2 separate regions of the Mus musculus genome follow, and region 1 is linked to region 2. Evidence: chromatin contacts called from public HiChIP or PLAC-seq data. All regions are on one chromosome and are shown on one strand. Each heading gives the region's core, a stretch centred on a gene start, on an enhancer-like site or on the middle of the called end of the contact. The rest is flanking DNA. Distances are from core to core; before and after follow the strand shown. Region 1 overlaps Pik3r1 (phosphoinositide-3-kinase regulatory subunit 1). Region 2 has its middle 44 kb from the start of Gm36553.

The links. HiChIP or PLAC-seq counts read pairs in DNA pulled down with a chosen protein or histone mark.
Region 1: a BATF HiChIP or PLAC-seq map of CD8 T cells shows a contact between it and region 2, with 5 read pairs. The contact joins two enhancer-like sites. A contact is called at or near these places in 1 of 39 promoter capture datasets (macrophages), 7 of 484 Hi-C or Micro-C datasets (germinal center B cells, liver, long-term hematopoietic stem cells and 1 more), 1 of 115 datasets of contacts at active chromatin or transcription factors (CD8 T cells) and 4 of 9 other capture datasets (adipose tissue, embryonic stem cells, macrophages and 1 more).

The regions. Positions count from the first base shown.
Region 1 is chr13:101,705,079-101,708,468 of GRCm38.p6, forward strand. The region is part of intron 4 of Pik3r1 (phosphoinositide-3-kinase regulatory subunit 1); the gene reads right to left. Among named protein-coding and RNA genes, the nearest start is that of Pik3r1, 61 kb to the right of the region's middle. Within about 2 kb of position 1,588, at least 42 of the 459 cell types and tissues checked have an H3K27ac peak or open chromatin away from gene starts, as enhancers often do. A contact at or near this core is called in CD8 T cells, where this site is marked.
Region 2 is chr13:101,632,453-101,635,831 of GRCm38.p6, forward strand. No RefSeq gene overlaps it. Among named protein-coding and RNA genes, the nearest start is that of Gm36553, 44 kb to the left of the region's middle. Within about 2 kb of position 1,584, at least 16 of the 459 cell types and tissues checked have an H3K27ac peak or open chromatin away from gene starts, as enhancers often do. A contact at or near this core is called in CD8 T cells, where this site is marked.

The DNA.
Region 1 (3,390 bases), core at 338-2,837, 73 kb after region 2:
AATTCAATCCAAAGACATATTAATATTTGTGTATGTGCATATATGTGTATGTGTGTGTCTGTATACAAACATCCTAAGATAGACATGTTGAGGATGAAAGATTCACGTCAAAGTCTTCTATAGTTCGGTCACACTGTTTCTATGGGGCAGGAATCTCTGTGTAGATAATCCATAACATACAATAGTGTTGAATCTGAGCTTAGGTGCAAGTGGCCTGACAACATGGACCCCCATACACAGTGAGAAGCATGAATGTTGTATGTTCAGAACTAAGGCTAGCGAAAGTGAAGTGCGATGCGTGTGTCAATCTGGCCAAAAAACATCTTAGAGTGTTACATGTCTGACTTAAATCTTAGCTCAGAAACCTTTAGTGTTGTCAACTTCTTTATGACCACTACATGAGGTTACCCATCCCTTTATGGGAAGTGACCTCCAAACTGAGAAGCTATGGGAATCTGGGGTGAGACTGCGGTACAGAAAGTCTTTGGGCACATCATCCCATTAAGCAAACCTTGTCCCACTAAGTAGCCAGATGTCTGAGACTGTGACACCACAGCCTAGTATAAATGTACATAGGCCAGGTCAAGGAAAAACTGTAAGAGGTAAGACCTAAGAAGATAACTTCAATACCCTAGAGAGCTAACAAGACCACAGAGCACATGCTAACAAAGGTGCACAGGCCCTGCTGGGCCTTTGCATAAAGGATCTAGCCTGAAACTGAGCAATTATTTGTGAAATGATGTAATGCCAATTAAGATTATATGAGCATCTGAGGTTTCTGGCTCCTCTAGACGTGGCCCTTGTATGCCTCATGTCTCGTCTCTCTGCCTTGAAAAGGGGTATCTCGAAACTTGCTCATCCTGAAAAATATATGTGGCACCCATTAGGAGACGTGTGTAGACTTAAAGGTGTTGCAGTCCCATGTTCCTCTCTCAGGCATCATCCCCTTAGTGCTCCTTCCTGCAGGGGCTGATGAGCAATGCCTTCACTAGGACACCTGGCAAGCAGTTTGTATGTTTTATGAATCTCACATCACACTTAGGGGGCCTCAAGGACAGAGTGTGCCTCTCCCCTGCTCTTCCGGCCTTGCTCAGCAGCCAACGCAAGAGCTGTGGTAAATAGATGAGGTCTGGAGCCCTTGGGAGGTGCTCACTTCCGAGACCTTATGAAGAATCTAGGAAGCCCGGTCCTTGGAGTCTTCACAGTGTTTGAATGAAATTATGCTTCACAAGTCTTGGGATAAATTCCCCATGTGTATAAATCCACGGGAGTTGACAATAGAGTACACTTGGTTTTATTTATTATTTTTTTGTGACTTCTCCCATGCCCTGGGTTTTCTGACATGTGCAATACATGGTTCCCTTTCTGAATTAATACCACCGGGCAGCTCTTCGCTACCCACAGCTAAGAGGTATTGGTCCCTCACTTCACTCCTCACCAAACTACTGATGGGTAACCAGTTCCTTTAATGCTTCACTACTCTAGTTCCCCGGGGAAGTCCCACCCCCCCAACCCCCAGCCAGCCACAGGTTGATCTCTATCTGGTTTAGTGGTTCCCAGGGCGTGGGGGTAGAGTAGGAAGAGTCTGGCACTATTTGGAGACTGTTCTTGACTGTCATGACTGGGGGTGGATGCTACTGGCACCCGGTGGGTAGAGGCTAGGGATGTGGCTAAATACCCTGCAGTGAGCATGATATTCTTCCACTCTTGATCGGCAGAACACAGTCAGAGCGCCAGGTTGAAGAAGCCGTACTCAAGTTAAGAGAAACCAAAAGGTGTCAGGAGAAAATTCAGACCATTAAAACTCAAGTAAAATAACAACAACAACAACAACAAAAAAATGTTTTAGGGTAAAATGAGGAAGGTGAGAGGAAGGCTGGGACAACCAGACTAATCTAATCTGGATATAAATCACAACTTTGCTAATTTACCACTAAATCCTGTTAAAAGAATTTGCTTAATCGGGGCTTTTGTTGCTGGAGACTTAAGAGTCACTAGCAGCAGCAGCATCAAGTTAACATGAGATGCTGTAAAAGGGCGAGGAAAAGCAGGTGGCTGCCCACCTCTGGCTGGCTGGCACTGCAAATTTATATGGGTATTTGAAAGCCAGCATCTGTCAGGTGAAACTGAGGCTTCCATGGATACTCTAATAGCTTCATGGACTGAAAAGGCCACCACCCGGAGACACTCTGGCAGATGTGCAAGCTCCCAAGTTTGGATAAGGTTTGCTCTTTCTTCGCTAGGAACGTGTACCAGTTTTCTGCATGTGGCTTTTGATGTCAATGGGGAAGGAAAGTTGTCAAAATGCATGACTGACGTGAGCGAATCTTGGTGGTTTACGCCATCTCATGAGTGGTGTGAAAAAAAGCAAAAACTTTTTCCAAAGCTAACCCGGATCGTTTTTTGTATTGGTAACATTAAAACCTTAACCACAACTTTTCATAGTTTCATTAGTTTCTGGTGTCTTTACGTTTCCTGTGACTTTTAGCATGTGTTCAATTTCACAACACCCCCCCCCCTTTTTTGTAACCAAAACATGTAATTCTATTTTAATTGGCAGAGAGCAAAATTCAGCGTTTCCTTACCACTCCAGTAAGGCTCCTGCCCGTCAGCTTCCAGTGGCCCAGTTGGTAAGAGCACGGGGCACACAAAAAAGCAATGCAGCCCTCCCTGTGCATGCTCAGCTGAGTTCAAGGCACACGAGGGACCCGAGTTCAGACACTTGGTTGGGTTTGCTTCAAGTGAAAGCAAGCACTGATAAGCATCTAGTCTCGATCTTTCCTCTAAGAAACACCTTTTGTAGAAATTCCCTGAGTTGCCTAATCCCGAAGTGGCTTCTCTCTTCAAAGGGTTACCTTGTGAGGGTCACGTGGGCAGCCCCATTCGAGCAGGGTTTTGACAGAACCTTGCCCAGAATAAGAACAGCAGCAAATGCAACTCTTTCATTTAAATCTACAAACGTGGGTAAAGGATGCATGGTAGAAAGCTCCAAGAAAGAAACAGAAAGGGACAGAATACTGTGAAGGGACGAAGGGCTTGAGAGAGAGAAGCTGGCATGAGAAGGAAGGCAGCCAGGGTAAGTTGTACTACTTTATCCTATATGGAAAAGGAAAAGAGGAAGCCATACGAAGCCACCATTTGGCAGAATGAATTGGTGTCTCCTAAGTAATGGTGTGTCGGAGCTGGCTTGCCTGGTGCTGGTTCAGGAGGCCAAATGTTCTCAATTTCTCCTAATTCCACGTTCAATGGCATGTTAGTCATCCTGAAAGCCAGCACAGTAGGGATAACTCAACACTAACCTGGTACTTTCTCTCTGCAGAGTGCAGGGTTATCGGTACATTACTGAAGAAAGCACCCGATGCCATGCTCCTCAATGTGTACAGGGTGGGA
Region 2 (3,379 bases), core at 334-2,833:
TTCACAGATCATAAACATCCCCCTGGTCTTGTTGAAGTGCAAAGTAGAGTTGAGTAGGTCACATGGGACTAAGGATCCTGTATTTCTAATAAATACTTCCATTTCATGTTTGCTCCACACTTTGAATCATAAGTACACAGCGTTTTGATTAACTATTAGCATAAAAAGAGAACAGAAGGGCACGAACCCCCATAAGAGCAAAACAAAACGAAACTCTCACGGATGGACTCTCTGTGATGCTCAAGAGTAAGGCCTTCCTACCAACCTTTGGTCCAAGTACCTGCCAGTGAGAATCTCAGCAATGCAACTAAGAAAGGGATCAAATAGAAGTTGTGAGCCCTCCCCTTTCTAACACCCTGGTTTGTTAGTGTTGCAGAGGTAATTTGACAGGCTCAAGGCACACCAACGCTGGGAAAAGCAGATATCAAAAAAGACTAAGCTCAAGCCACAGGCCAGGAAACCCTGACACCAGGCACGACTGATGTAAATCAGCAATCACTGCCTTCATGGGGTGGAAGAACCAACTGGAACCTGCTCTGGTGACTCATCTGTCACCACAGTTGCCAAGACTACGTAAGTGCCTGGTACAGAAAAAAAAAAATCTCCCAATAAGATTTTTTTTTCAAAGAGCTTCTGTATTTCAGGAAAAGATCTAGCTAAGACCCTCTAATCAAGGCGAAGTGACACAGAGAATTGTGCTGCCCTCTTTGAACAGGAAACCTAGCCCTGGTTGTTATAGTTCCTTAGGCCTCCCAGTTCCATACCAGAATTAAAGATTTCTCTATAGCCAGGTAAAGATCCCTCTCTATGATCTCCTATTTATCCAAGTAAGTGAGGACTGACACTCAAATCTATATACTCAGGCATACCAAGGCCAGCCCTGTGTGCTAGGGGGAGGGTAAGTGTGCTCTGTTGGAAGCAAAGTCCTTAAAAGATTTCTCAGTTGAGGGACCCTCTCGGACATACTTGAGCGCTCTCTCTCTCTCTCTCTCTCTCTCTCTCTCTCTCTCTCCTTCCCTCTGTGTGTCTGTTTTTGTCTCCCCTGCTTCCTTCTTTCTGCCCTCTCTCTCACTTAACCCCTCTCTTGATCATTCATTCTGGCTCACACAGTTATGTCTTCCAAGGTTCAACTCCTGCTGACTGCAGAAGCCAAGAGTAGCTAAATAAGGATTTTTTTTTTTTCATGTTGACATGTCTTTTGAACTATTTGCTCTATAGGAAAAGTGTTCTCAAATACCAAGTTCCTGGATGGAACTTATAATAGCAGAAACATTTCTTTGGGAGGCTGAAGGGTGTAGCATGTGAGAAAATTATCAGTGTTGGCTGGCACCAGTCTTGGAACCTTTCCTAAGGGTGTGACATTGTGTTAGGAGTTAATAAGAAAGAACAAAAACTATGCCTCAAGTCTTTATCATCTATTATGGAATAGGACCTGCACATTTGGCATATTAGATAATGGGCTTTTCTGTAATAGTAACTATATGGATGGAAGACTTTCCTTCAATCATTTGAAGGTTCTACACCAACAGTAAGTGTAGTAACAGGCTAGAAGGCATGCTAATATATTATGTGTACAGGGTTGTCATAGAAAGGAGAAGTGAAGACCTCCAAGCCCAGTGAGATCTGGAAACTCAAATACCATCTTAATAGGGGAGAAAACAGGAAGAATGTAGGTAAACTAGTAATGAATAAGTGATCTTGAATGGGCCCCGAGACAAGTGAGTGATGTTATAGTCTGCATGTGCATAGTATTAACCTCCAAATTTGTATCTTACTGCCTGAATTCATCTTCTGAGGAGATTCCCAGGATGGGTTTATGTCTATTCAGCGCCATTCAGATCTGCCTCCTCCAAGCAGATGAGGGGAGCTCTTTCCTTTATTTGCTCTGCTTCCCATGACCTTTGTGCAAATCTCCACCAGACACTCAAAACAAACAAGCCAACAAATGACATACACAAACCCCACACACCCCTTATCATCAAGTACTTTGTTTTTGTTTTTAAGATTTATTTTTATTTTATGTGGGAGACTGAGTATATACATATAATAATAGGTGTCCTCAGAGACCAAAAGCATTGAGTCTCCCTGAAGCTGAAGTTGCAGGCAGTTGTGGGTTGCTCAAAGTGGAGGCTGGGTGCAGAAGTCTGTGCTCTGGAAGAGCAGGAAGTGCTTACATGCACTGAGTCATTTCTCTAGCCCTTTAGGACTTCATTTAGCCATCCTCACATGTCAGGTTTAAAGGTAAATATGAGCTTCTTGGTGTGCCTGGGGTGAACTGTATAAGGATCAGGATATACTTTGCCTTGAGTCATTTGCCAGTCACCATTTTGTCAAAATCTATGCTCTACTAAGACAATAAAGATCACTTTGTCTTGCTCACTGAGTATTCTGAAGTTGAGCGCATGTCTTCTCTATCCGTGTAGTTCCATGAAGTAAGTCTTAGGGCAAAGCTTTAGGCCACCATTCATAATGCAAATCAGAGTAATACAGAGCTATTAAAGGAAAGTTTGAAAAGCTACTCTGTGTCAGAAAATGTCACCAGGATTCTCCTGGAGGGAAACTAAGCTTCTAGAACATAGATTGTACACTGCCCTTAGGACTGTAGTTGCAGGATCTAGTTCCTGGGTGGTAGACGAGGCTCCCTGAGGAATGCTCAGCCAGACAAACCACTTGTTGAGTGTCCTTCCCTTCTGTTTTACCCAGCCATAGGATGGTCAATCACATTTATCACCAGACCGTAAGAGGATCAAAGATAAGGGATTGGCCTCTATCTCCTTCTGCAGACTGAAATCAGGTCTACATATTTTAAAGGTGTCCAAGGTGGATATAACTGGTTATATCCCGCACTGTCACTTGAGACAAGAGTGTGTTTGGAAAGATCATGTGAGGGGTGGTGAGATCATTCCTGGGGCAAGGCTTGAATCTGAGTCAGGCCCAGTCTGGTCACATTGTCACAAGGTACCAAGAAAAATATTTCTAGGTGACCCTGGGACAATTCTGCATGGAGTATAAAGTTCTGAGTCCATCCTGGAGCCATGGTAGTTGGCCTGGGAGATTCCAGGAATGTTTCAGTTAAAGGTATAAATGGAAACACCTCGTTTTTCATCTCACCACTCCATCTACCATTTTTAATAGCAACATTTTGTCCATTCTCTAAACATGTTGGCCACTGTGTTGAGTCTTTCATGTGGGCCAAATAATGTTCTTATATAACTCCTAATAACTAATGGAGGGGATATATGCCTACCCAGCACTGTCTTAGCAGCTAACCATCCTCTTCCCAAGCCACTATGCTCTCTCTCATCTAAACCCACAGGTCTTCTGTTGAGGAGCAGGGTGACTCAGCGAGACTTCTCACCCAGAGACAGTCTGACCCTGT